2 separate regions of the Mus musculus genome follow, and region 1 is linked to region 2. A link is a contact called in public promoter capture Hi-C data. All regions are on one chromosome and are shown on one strand. Each heading gives the region's core, a stretch centred on a gene start, on an enhancer-like site or on the middle of the called end of the contact. The rest is flanking DNA. Distances are from core to core; before and after follow the strand shown. Region 1 holds the start of Lrrk2 (leucine-rich repeat kinase 2). Region 2 holds the start of Cpne8 (copine VIII).

What was found. Promoter capture Hi-C pulls out the DNA fragments that hold promoters and counts their contacts.
Region 1: a contact with region 2 is called in a promoter capture Hi-C map of stem cell-derived epiblast-like cells, with 4 times the contacts expected there. The contact joins the promoter of Lrrk2 here to the promoter of Cpne8 in region 2. A contact is called at or near these places in 14 of 39 promoter capture datasets (cranial neural crest, embryonic stem cells, frontonasal cranial neural crest and 8 more).

The regions. Positions count from the first base shown.
Region 1 is chr15:91,669,274-91,675,518 of GRCm38.p6, reverse strand. Lrrk2 (leucine-rich repeat kinase 2) reads right to left here and starts at 2,295. Exons shown (of 51, transcript NM_025730.3): 1 at 2,082-2,295; 2 at 1,814-1,899. The coding sequence starts at 2,238.
Region 2 is chr15:90,678,059-90,684,008 of GRCm38.p6, reverse strand. It overlaps Cpne8 (copine VIII), which reads left to right and starts at 4,621. Exons shown (of 20, transcript NM_025815.2): 1 at 4,621-4,841. The coding sequence starts at 4,705.

The sequences.
Region 1 (6,245 bases), core at 1,046-3,545, 990 kb before region 2:
TTACTTGGGCATTTTCTAAAATCAAGAACTAGAATGTCTTGGTTGACTGGGTAGCTTACTGGTAGAGAGCTTGTCCGGTAGATGCAAATCCCTGTGTTTAATTCCCAGCACCAAAAATGCAGTGGAGGAGGAGGAGGGTGGAAAGAAGGAGGAGAAAATGGAGGAGGAGGAGAAGGAGAAGGAGGAAGAGAGAATGAAGAAGAAAAAGGGAGTGGAGTAGAAATGGATAAGGGGAATGAAAGAGGAAAGTTAGGGGGGAGACAGGGAAGAGAAAATTACAGTGTTTGGGGATATAGATCAGTAATCAAAGTAATTCCATTAGCAGATTTAAAGTCACAGATCTTGTCAGCACAGAGAAAGAAGGAGGAGAGACAGAGACAGAGCAAAGACAGACAGACACAAAAGGAAGAGATGAAAGGAGAAAGAGGTAAGCAATGGCTATATTCCAGATTCCCCTGGGCTCTCAGGTCTACCACTCCCTTCTGTGTTCAGTTGATTGAAAATCAGGGTCCAGTTTTTCCCAGTGGTACCAAGCAGGCGTGAGACTACCAAGTCTAGGTCTTGGCAGTGTAGGCAGCCAGAATTAGACACTTTTGAATATAAAGCAAGAAGGGTGATGTAGGTGGAGAACAGAAAGCACCTTCAAAATGATTCATATTCCGTGGGTAAAATTCAGACTCTTGGTGCTAAAAAGTACAGTATCTTTATCATACCTCCATCTTCCTCTTGATTTTTGTCTGATAACAACCTGAAAATGACTAGTCAGATAGGAAAGTTTCACAATTGGAAAAATAAAAATATTTACTGCAGATAAAAGTATGCTTTTCTAAAAGAAAATTAGAGCCAGGTATGGTGACATATACCTATAATTATAGCACTGGGGAGCCAGAGGCAGGAAAATGGCAAGTTCTAAGTAGTCTGGGTTATACTGTGAGAACTTGACAGGGTGGGAACAGAGGGAGAAAGAGGAGGAGGCAGGAGAGGAGGAGGAGGAGGAGGAGGAGAGAGAGAGAGAGAGAGAGAGAGAGAGAGAGAGAGAGAGAGAGAGAGAGAACTTGGAGACTAAGAAAAGTTTAGTCTCTAGAATGACTATGAAGGAGTATTCTATTCTTCCCGTGCCTCCAGAGTTCCCCGACAAATAACTCTCAGTATTTGGATGACAAAACTGATTTCAGTTCCCCAGATCGCAAACCTCTAAAGGAAGTTAGCACCTTCAGAAGTAATTCTGTCCTGACTGAAAGCCATTCTTACTTATCCGAGTCTGCTTTAAAATCACAGTTAATTACATAGCCTACTTCTGGACTTCCTGTGACACAGATCCAGACAGAAGTTCTACTTTTGTATCCACTTTGTATGATAACAGCCGCAAAGTAGAAATGTAAACACGGCAGGCGAGGGGGCATTCGGGAAACATCACTTTCTTTAGATACTGGGTGATATACACTGCAGGAAGAATCCTTGAAATGTGTCTTCTAATTTAAAAGTATAAAAGCAAACTGACCCTAGACTTGACTGTTTTATTACTGTTTTTTTAATTACCCTCCCTTGCTGGAAATATTCACTGCACTGCTCTACCAGAAACTCGCTGTATATTAAGGAGCATTCTTAGAATAGTTTGAAAGGTTAACGGACTCACCTTGCCAATAAGAGCCCTGTTTTCATTTTGCTGCTACCACCACCCAGATAATGTCAAAGGTGCTTCTCCTCTGCCAACATTTGACAAGATTTCCCCTCTTAAAGCAAATCTCAAGACCCCGGGACATAAGGCCTATCACAGAACAGTCTTCAGGAACAGATGGGAAGGCCCGCTTACCTGCTGTACACTGGCAACTCTCATGTAGGAGTCCAGGACAATCAACAGAGGCACGTGGAAATTTTTATCTTCAAATAACTTGGAGGCTGGAAAAGAAGGGGGCAAATGGGGGATGAAAACAAAGTCACAAACCACGGCATCCTGGCATCCTTTCAATCTTCCAGGGATCTCAGCTCCTTCCTCCCTGAAGGAAAGGAGTGGGGTGCCCAAGATTAAGACTCAAGTGCAGGATAAAGTTTGCAGAGGAGGGAGGGGCTGCAGGCATTACCGCGGTCCGAGTAGGTGAACACCAGCATGTCCTCCAGGAGCTGAAGCAACGTCTCGATCTGCTTGCCTTCCTGGACATTATTCAGCCTGACTATCAACTTCTTCAGAGCCTCCTCCTCCTCTTCCTCTTCGCAGCCCTGACAGGCGCCACTGGCCATGGTGCAGCCGGCGGGGACTGCGGCGAGCTGGGACGGCTCCTGCTCTCAGAGCTGCTCGGCCGCCTCCGCTGCAGGCCCAGCCCTCGGTCCCCAGCCGCGCCCAGACGGTGACGGCGACCGCCCCTGCCCAGTCTCAGCCCGGCCTGCCCAGCCGCATCGCGCCGCTGGGAACTCCGCCGGGGAAAAGCGAAAGCCGCCACCCCGCCACTAAGAATAGCAAAGGGGCGTTGGGAAAGGAGGACACCGCCCAGTTGGCCCCTTTCAGGAAAGCGGTTTCTTTTAAGAGTTCCCCCTATAGGGAGAGGAGTAATTTGCTCCCCAAAGAATGCAGCGTTTAACAATCAAAATCGGCCAGCTACATGGGCTTTAGGAGTTGTTTGCTTGTTGGTTATCCTGAGCTCTGGTTGTGGTTGCCAAAAGGCCTCTCTCTGTTTTGAGTTTGCAGGCAGGATCTGGGAGCTCTGATTCAGCTCTCAAGGATGGAACTCACAGCAGAGTCAGTGAAGCTAAGGTTGGAAGAAACAGTCTTTAAACGGCATTCTTGGTCTGAACTAGTTATTAGTACTGCTGCCCGGGCCTCTAAAGTTAAAAGGGGTATTCTGAAAGCCGGGGCAACTGCTAATTCCAGCACCTGGGAGGTGAAGACAAGAACCAAAGAAATCGGAGGCCATCCTTGCTTCATACAAGTTCAAGGCCAGCCTGGGCTATAAGAGCCTACCTAGAAAGAAGGAATGGGGGGAGGGGAGAAAGGGAAGGGAAAAGGAGAGGGAGGAAGAAGTAGAGGAAGAAGAGAGAGGGAGAGAGCAGGGGGAGAGGGGGAGGGGGAAGGAGAAGAGGTAAATGAAGAGTTGAAGCAGGAGAAGAAAGGGGAGGGGGCGGGGGAGAAGGGGACAGATCTGCAAGGCACAGTGCTAAAGCATCCCTGTGAAGAAGATGTTGCATCCCAAGAAGAAAGCAAAAGAAAATGCTCACGTAGTAAGGTTTTTCAAGAAGAGAAGTCTCTGGTACAGTGCTGTAGTCAAGGCTTGGATGTTCTATGGTCTCAGATGACCCAACCTCAAGGTTATTTACCCCGAAGGAGAATTAGAGCAGTTAATTTATTTCCTGGCTTCTAGTTCGTTAACATTCTGATAACAATTCACAAACGGATGAGGAGTTCTTTCCTGTCTGAGGAAATGTCTTTGGGATGGGTAAGAGGTGGAGGGGTTTGAGAGGCGGGTTGAGAGCCAAGACACAACTGAAGGTCAGGCTGAAAGTTTGTCCACACTCTGCACTTTCAGCAGAACAAGAAAGCAAGTTTCCATCAGCTTGGGTACTCACTGAGTGCTTCTTGTTGCCAAGGGTTTTCACCTTTGCGTGGTAGTAAAGTGCTAATATTTGCAAGGCTAGAATAGTTAGGATTTGCTTCCAAGTAACCCACGATTGAAGGGTGGGGTCAAAACGGGAAGAATTAGACATGAAATGAACTGGGAATTGTGGAAGGTAAGAGATGAATTCCTGGGGCATTGCTCCTCTCTGTGTGTAATTTTCCATAATGACAAAACTCTCAGCTGATGACATATATGAGACCTATATTACCTCTTCTATGCGCTTTCATGACATGAGGACCTCAGATTTTCTTTTCTTTTTTCCCCCGTATTTTATTTACTTCTTGTTAAAACACACACACACACACACACACACACACACACACACACACACACACACCAAAAACCTTGCCAGAAATTGAGACTTATGTCCCTTCAAAAGAAAATTCTAAGTGACACCGTGTTTCCAAAGTCCCCTTGTAGGACTATCATCCACCTGTAGGACTCCATACTCAGCAGGGCACCAAACAGGGTGTACTTTGAGCTCTCTGCTGGAAACATTTGCCAGAAGCCAGTACACCTTAGGGCAAAGTGTCCTTGAGTTTTAAATGTGATGAATTGATTGACTAAATTTCCAAGACTCATTAACTTCCCAGTTAACGAGAATGAAGATGATGGCTGCAGACAGAAGTTCATAACTAAGTAGTCAAAGAATAGTAAAATAACACTCAATGTTTACCTAACTTCTGAGGAAGAAAGAAATAAAACTGACATGGCCAACCACAGCAAACACCAAAACAAATTACAGATGGGTTAAAAAGCAAATAAAAAATAATTAGGAGGCACTGGATAGTAAACGTTATTTAGCCCAGCATTAAAAGCAAACGCAGTGACAGAAGACACACAACATTAACATTTGTGATTCATTAAAACTCAGATATTCTGCCATCAGAAGAAAGAAAAAGTAAACAAAAGGAAAATGGTAAATGGCTGGGGCTTTCATATGGAAGAACCAATTAACTTGAAGAGTTTTTAATATGTCACTGGAGAGACAGCAGCACCCCAACAGGCATTTCGAGGAAAATGTAAGTTTACTGTAAATGAGCAGGAAGTCTAAGAAAACTATGCTCATCTCTATAAAGAATATGCTCAGGAAGATGAGTCCAATTGTGTGTGTGAATCAACAATGAGAAAAAGAATGGGGATAAGTCTAAACATACAGATATACAAAACTTTTGCAAAGAAATGATCAAACTCATAAAACACACAAATAAATGAGAAAAATAATAGGAGTAATAAATAGGAAGATTTAATATAAAAAGATACTGTCTCTTAACAGTAACAAAAATATAACATGAATCACATCCATCTATAGTGCAGAAGGTCCTAAAGGTTAGAATAGCCCTGGCACTTATGGTAAAAGAATTGTTCAAACAGCCATGATTCAGGGACACAGTATCCTCTGTGTATCTCTTCTCCAGAGGAAGAAACAGTACCACTGGGGTCACCGAGGGGACAGGCCCAGGAAGCACGGTTTATCCAGCTCCTAGTGACTTCCTGTGAATCAGGAACAGGTGTTTTCTTTACTAACAGACACAAAGAGCACACCAAGTTAGATTTCCATATGAGGTGCCACACATTCCATCCTGAAATCCTTACATAAGCTACAGTGTGTACAATAGATGAAGCTTACTTTTATCATCAAATTATTTGGATAAAGAGCCAGGGAAAGAGTAACACAGTATACAGTATTACACAGATGGGAGGATATGTGAGAAATAAGTGTGTGTGTGTGATAATATATATATATATATATATATATATATATATATATAGAGAGAGAGAGAGAGAGAGAACAATATTTAGCATGATAATGTATTATCCCTAATTATTATTCTAATAATATATTCCTAAATATAACCTTCTCAGTCTGTACAATGTTACTTGTATGCATATTTTCTTTTTTTTTTCTATTTATGTTTTTGTATTTTGGTTTTTTTTTTTGAGACAGGGTTTATCTGTGTAGCCCTGGTTGTCCTGGAACTCACTCTGTAGACCAGGCTGGCCTCGAACTCAGAAATCCGCCTGCCTCTGCCTCCCAAGTGCTGGGATTAAAGCTGTGCGCCACCACTGCCTGGTGTATGCATATTTTCGTAGCCGACTATTTGGTACTGGACAACCAATTTTTTTGTGCATCTTCCCCAAGTAAAACTCTTTCTCTTATTTCAGCATTCCTTATTTGCCTATAATTCTTTTTACAGACTTAAGGCCTGTGGTCTTTCCCTCATGTACTTTGTCATTAGACAATGCTGTCTTTGTTCAGGCAGTTTTGTTGATGAGACCTTTTGACTTTACTAGGAGGTACAATCTCACAGCAAAGTCCTTGATCTGGCAACTACAATCTTTCTACTTCTTACACAATGTTCCCTCAGCCTTAGGTTCCAATGTGTTTTATAGATGTATCCATAACAACTAAGATTCATAACTGTACATTTTGATTGTCTGTTGTTTTCTGTAATAGTCCAAATCTGGTACAAAGAGAAGTTTCCTCAATGAGGGGCTGAAAGACTACAGTTACCTGGGAATATGAGGACAAATATTAAGAATGTAGTTAGGGGTCATGCTTGTTTAGTGAAGTAGTGGTTGTATACTCTCCTCCAAAATCCATGGCTTCATTAGCATTGGGTAGTTGGCTCAGTT
Region 2 (5,950 bases), core at 3,372-5,871:
TGTCTCAGATAAAAGGTAAACACTGAGACCTTCAGGACAGCCCTGAGGGCTGTGGGAAAGAACTCTAAATACATGTATTTGAAAATATATAATTTCTCAACTATGCAAAAATTAAGGGGGTAATATGAATTATATGAGGGGCTTCATGAATCTGAAGAAACAAAGCTGCTTTATGAGCCAAACAGACAATTGCTAAGGAAGGAGATAAAGCAATTTAGGGAGTGGTAGGGGTGTGAGGACCCACCCAGCTAAGTTTTCTGTTTATGGTTATAAAGGCAGATAGATTCCTGAGTTGAGGGGTCAGCCTGGGACTAAGCAAGGTTGGGCCCAGGTGTGGTGAAAATGGTGGTTTCACGGCGGGGTCCCATTTAGCTAGTTTATAATCTGTGTTTGACTAAGGCAGACCGACCTCTGAATTCTTTTAGAATGTTAAGAAAAAGTGTATGTTTGTTGTCTTCTAAGAATCGAGGGCTGAGGTCAGGAGATGCTGATTCATAAGATAATCAAAGGAAACCTGGAGTCAATGACTGGATTGATGTGTAAAATAAAAGACTGGACCTGGGTTCTGCAGGTGATGAGCCATCCAGAGATCTTTTTTAGGATTAAAAAGGGAGAAGTGCTCAGAGAACTCTCTCTCTCTCTTTCACACACACACACACACACACACACACACACACACACACACACACACACGGCATGGACAGAGAGATCTCCAGAGAGAAGGCAGCACATAGAGAGAAGCAGCCTGGAAAAGCTGTATCAAGCAGAACTCAAGCTGTCAGCTTGGACCCATGATTTGACTTGTCCCTGCTCCCAGACACCCCTTTCTCAGAACTGCTCTCCCAGCCAAGGCTGGTCCTTGGCATCAATTTGTCTTGCATATTCTGTCTGAGCTGAGCATTATCCTCCAGGTGAGGCAGTGGAAGCTGGCCTGATGCTCCTGGATGCTCTTTCAAGCGAGAGCTAGCTCACCGGAGCACATCCCTTCCTGCTGCTCTCTTGCTATTTGTGGGGTTTCCCCCTTTCTTTCTGTTCTCCTCATATTACTGCGTCTTTCCCCCACTAGCTTCTCCTTATCCTATTTTATCAGTACATGCTCCTAAAATAATGGATAATGACACATAATCAAAGACATGGCAGAAATGGAATGATTCGATTGATATAATCCCTATGTGATGGTTTGTATATGCTTGGGCACTGTTAGTAGGTGTGGCCCTGTTGGAGTAGGTGTGTCATTGTGGTCCTGGGCTTTAATACCTTCATTTTAGCTGACGGGAAGTCAGTATTCTGCTAACAGCCTTCAGATTAAGATGTAGAACTCTCAACTTCTCCTGTACCATGCCTGACTGGATGCTACCCTGCTCCCACCTTGATGATAATGGACTCAACTTCTGAACCTGTAAGCCAGCCCCAATTTAATGTTGTCCTTCTAAGACTTGCCTTTAGTCATGGTGTCTGTTCACAGCAGTAAAAACCCCAAGACACCCTACAAGGTCCTTATCTGCTATTTTATTTCCTCTTTCAGATCTAACAGTGTCCAGTGCCGAGGGGGACATCCAGGCAGTGTTTGCCAAATGACTGCTCTGGTGAATAATTCATCTTTGCTTTTAGCACATCACAAGGCTACACACATTGTTTACCTGAATGCGTTTTAACACATGCTGTTAGTACATTTTCTAAAGAAAAGCACAGGTGGAAAAGCTAAAGTTCACACCGATACATTTATTTTTAATGATTGTAGTTCTGTGCTCGGGTCGGATTTATTAATGGGAAGCTGTACTCCACATATTCTTTGCTCTATCATCAAAGCTTGCCTCCTTAGGCTACGCTCATTAGTATTGAGCTTAAGCAATCGGCATGGAATTAACATTTCCACCCAGTGTTTACCTTTCCTAAGGCTGAGACAATATGGCCACAAACTGGCAGGCTTCAAACAATGGAGCTTGCAGTCTCACAGAACTGAAAGTTGTAAACCTGACTGACTCCCAGGGCCACATTCTCTTCAAAGTGTCAAGTGCGAACTCCTGCCTCTGTCAGAGGTTGCAGTTGTCTGGAGTTCCCCAGGAAAGTACAGAGCAGCTTCAGTCTCTGCCTCACTGTGTTTCCTCCAGTCTCTTCCTATGGTACCAACAAGTCAAACCTGACACATATTAAGGAAGGCCTAAAAAACATGGCAAATTGTACAGTGTTTGCGGTCAGAAGATGAATTCTGATAAGATGCCAGTTCCTCTCTATTAGGGACCATGTCTAGGATAAACATAAGCTCAATTAAAAATTTAGGAATTTTTATAGACATTGTCAAGGTGAATCTGAATTCTGTGAGGAAAATACAAACATTTTAAAGTGGCCAAACTCTTTGGAAAGGAATCAATTAAAAATATCCTGTTGCCGTAGTAGTTAAGACACTCTGATTCTGGTTTAAACAGAGACAGACAGGTCAACAGAACAAGGCAGTGTCCAAGAGTGAACTTATTTGCTATGTTGATTTTTTGGCAAAGATTACTTTAAGATAATTTTAAAACATTCTTTAAAAGAAACCATAGACCCAAATGTAAATTCTGAAACTAAAATTACAAGAAGAAAACAAAATATATTTTTATATATGTATGTATGTGTGTATAATATATATATATACATATATATATATACATATATATATATATATATATATATATGCCAAGGGTTTTTAGCATTGACATGGGCATAAACTAAACCAAAACAGCAAACAAACAAACAAAAAAACTCTCATAGATAAAATTGGCCATCATATATTACTTTAGGATAGAAAATAGTAAAACTAGTTTGTAAAAACAATTCAGTAATTTCTTAAGAAATTACGTGTACTCTTCCACTTTCATCTGGCTATTCTATTTCTACTTGCCCAGTGTGATGAAAGCTTATGCCCACAAAAGACCCATATGCCAGCGTTCACAGCAGTCTCGTATGTAATAGCCCAAACCCAGGGGCAAGTACACTGTTCATCAAGATGAGTGGGTGACCAATTTGTGGCAAGTCTCTAAAAGGAAGATTATTCACTATTGATGCACCTGTTATCGTAGATGAAACTGCAAAGAATTTTACAGACGGAAAGAAACCGGGTTAGGCATGGAGTGTGCCATATTCTGTGGTATTTAAATTAAAGATGAAGTGTTGTTTTAATGGCGAAAGCAGGGATTGATTACAAAAGAGACACAAGAAGCTTTTGGGGCGAGGGAATGGTTTATTATTTTGGTGTGGTGATGGTTTAGCGGGTTGATACCGATCGTAATCCATCAGAGGGCACACTTTAAATACCTGCATGCTATTGTGCATGTAAATCAATGCATTCAGATACACACACATATGGACCTAGATAAAGTGGAAAATTCGGAGAAGGCCTCTGGGTTGAGCACTAAAGTCCTTACCTTTTATTTCTTCAGGAGGTGCCTGCAAAATAAAATTCTAGTTTGCTTAAAAAAAAAAACCCTCTAGACCTCCTCCACCAAATCAATTTCAGGCATCAATAAGAGAGCTTGAGGGAAAATTCTAGTCATCAGCTGCAGTTTAATTTGTGATAGGGGGAAGAGAAAGAAAAACAGAACTGGTGGATTTAAGGGGTGGTGAAGGGAGGGCGGGGCGACCAGGGAAAGCAAACAAGACCAAAGTGACGCAAACATTTGGGGCAGGGAAGAGCGGCAAGCATCTACACTCTATTTCCCCTGCAACCACACAGATTCTTTAAGGAAGTGGCTCCAAGTGGATTAAAATACCACAAGGGAGACCAGTCACAAGCCCAGGATTCTCCAGGTGAGCCAGGGCTAGAGCCAGCCACGCTCCCTCCTGAGGCTGGGCGCCCTGCTCTCCACCGCCCCCTGGCGGCCATCGCCAGAAGACCCGCAGTGACGCCTCGGGTCAGGTGTGCGCAGGAAAGTGGGGGTTACCCGGCAAGCTGCGGCGGCGCCCCGCGTCTTGCCCACTCCCAGTCGCGCCGCCAGGAATCTATTTGCTAAACTCCCCGGTCACCCGAGCTGCTCATCTGCTTTACGCTGCCCTGCTTTCAGGTCTTGAGGAGCAGGATTGAGGAGGAGCTAGATTATAAGTTATTATTACGACCTCCCGGGCCTCAGGGCAGAAATCCCTGCGGTTTGGCAAGTGCGTTGCAAGGCGCCGATCTTGCCTTAAGGAGACCCTCGCCTAAAAGTTGCAGGGGATGGCAGACGCATTGAAACCTCTCTTATAACGCTGCGATTGTCCCAACAGCGTCCACTCCACCCAAGCTTGCCCCATATATTGGCACGCCCCTCTGCACCAGGAGTCAAAGGCTGGTGGCCATCCCTTGCCCCACCACCACATCAGTCCAGTAGCCCGAAGTGGGGAGCATATCAGCTGGGGCGGGGGGCAATCGCCGGCGCCTGGGGCTCTCCCACTAGACGGCGCGGTGTCTGTCCGGGTCACCTACTGTCTCTGCGCCCTACGCCCAGAGCCCCCGAGCTGCAGACCCAGTCACCGCCCGGGGGCTGCCCCAGGGCGGGAGCAGCCCGGAGCGCCACTTGGGAGACCGAGGCGGCTTTGCCAGGACTGGCTCGGTCGCCGGATTCGCGACGAGGTCCGCCTCCTCCCTCCCCTTCCCGCGCCGCCTCCGCCTCCTTCCTCTGCCTCCACCCTCACCCCTTCCCGTCGGTGCGGAGCTCCGCTCCGAGCAGCGCTCAGCCCGCCGCAGCTTGGATGTGGGCTCGGGACAAGTGCTCCGTTCCTCAGCTCGAGATGGACAGCCGCTACACCAGCGCCACGGGCATCGGGGACTTGAACCAGCTGAGTGCGGCCATCCCCGCCACACGAGTGGAGGTGTCAGTGTCCTGCAGGTGAGGACGCGGCTCTCTTTTCTTCCTTCCATCCGAGCTTGGTGGCACTTGGCTAGCGCTCCAGGTACCACGAGGCTTGGCGCTGGTGAGAAGTTGCATGCTGAGTGGGGACTAGTTGTGGTACTGGCTGACGTTACCTTCCCCTCCTCCCCCCCAGAGGGTCAAATGACACAGAACTGGGGACGAGAGTGGTGGGCTTTGGCTGAGTCTTTTTTTTTTTTTTTTCTGGGAAATGTTGTGAAAGTTGGCAAAGCTGTGACTCAGCTACAGAAACCCTAGCCGCCGCCCACTTCGCAACCTTTTAAAAAATTATTTATTTATTTTAAACAACCGCAATCAGGGCCAGAGGTTCAGTGATGTCGGGAACCGAAGGGTCAGTCCTACCAAGAGCGCGCGTGATGCTGCGCACCTTGGCCAGGGACTCCCTCTGCCAGGCGTCCGGGAAGCCATGCGGTGGGCTCAGCTCCAGTTCCACAGCTTCCTCCTCCCCACTCACTTCCTGGAACCATCCAGCTTCCTTACCCTCCACCCTTCCGGGACGTTTACCCTAGGCCTGTAGCGGTTCCAGGTTCAGTCTTCCAGGCAGAGGCTTACCTAAGAATTGAGAAGTCACGACTTATTTTCTGCCCGCCGGTAGACAAACATCAGAATGCTTTCAGCAACTCTCAAGGACTGCCAGTTTCAGACTCCCTTCCTGATACTCCCTGGGCCAGATCCTCAGTAAGTTAGGTAGAATAGCTGTGCTGCCCCAGTTTTGGGGAATTAGATGGTTGGCTATATTAAGAATACTACATTGCACGTACCCAGGTGCCCACTTCCAGGCTGAATACTTCCTTTCACCGGTCTCGTTGGAAAACTTCACTCCTACCCCTCTACGCCCCCGTGTTTTTAAATGCCCTCACATGTTCTTAGCCTTTCTGTAAGGAAAGATCGTTGTAAAAGACTTTAATAAGCATGAGTGATTTTTGTTGTAAACAAACCCTGAAGTTTAAACGCCGCTAAAACAGGTTCTCAGCTTTCTTAATGCTGTGACAATTTAATGCTGTTTCCCATGTAGTGGTGATCCCCCCATCTTAAAATTATTTTTGTTGCTGCTTTATAGCTGTATT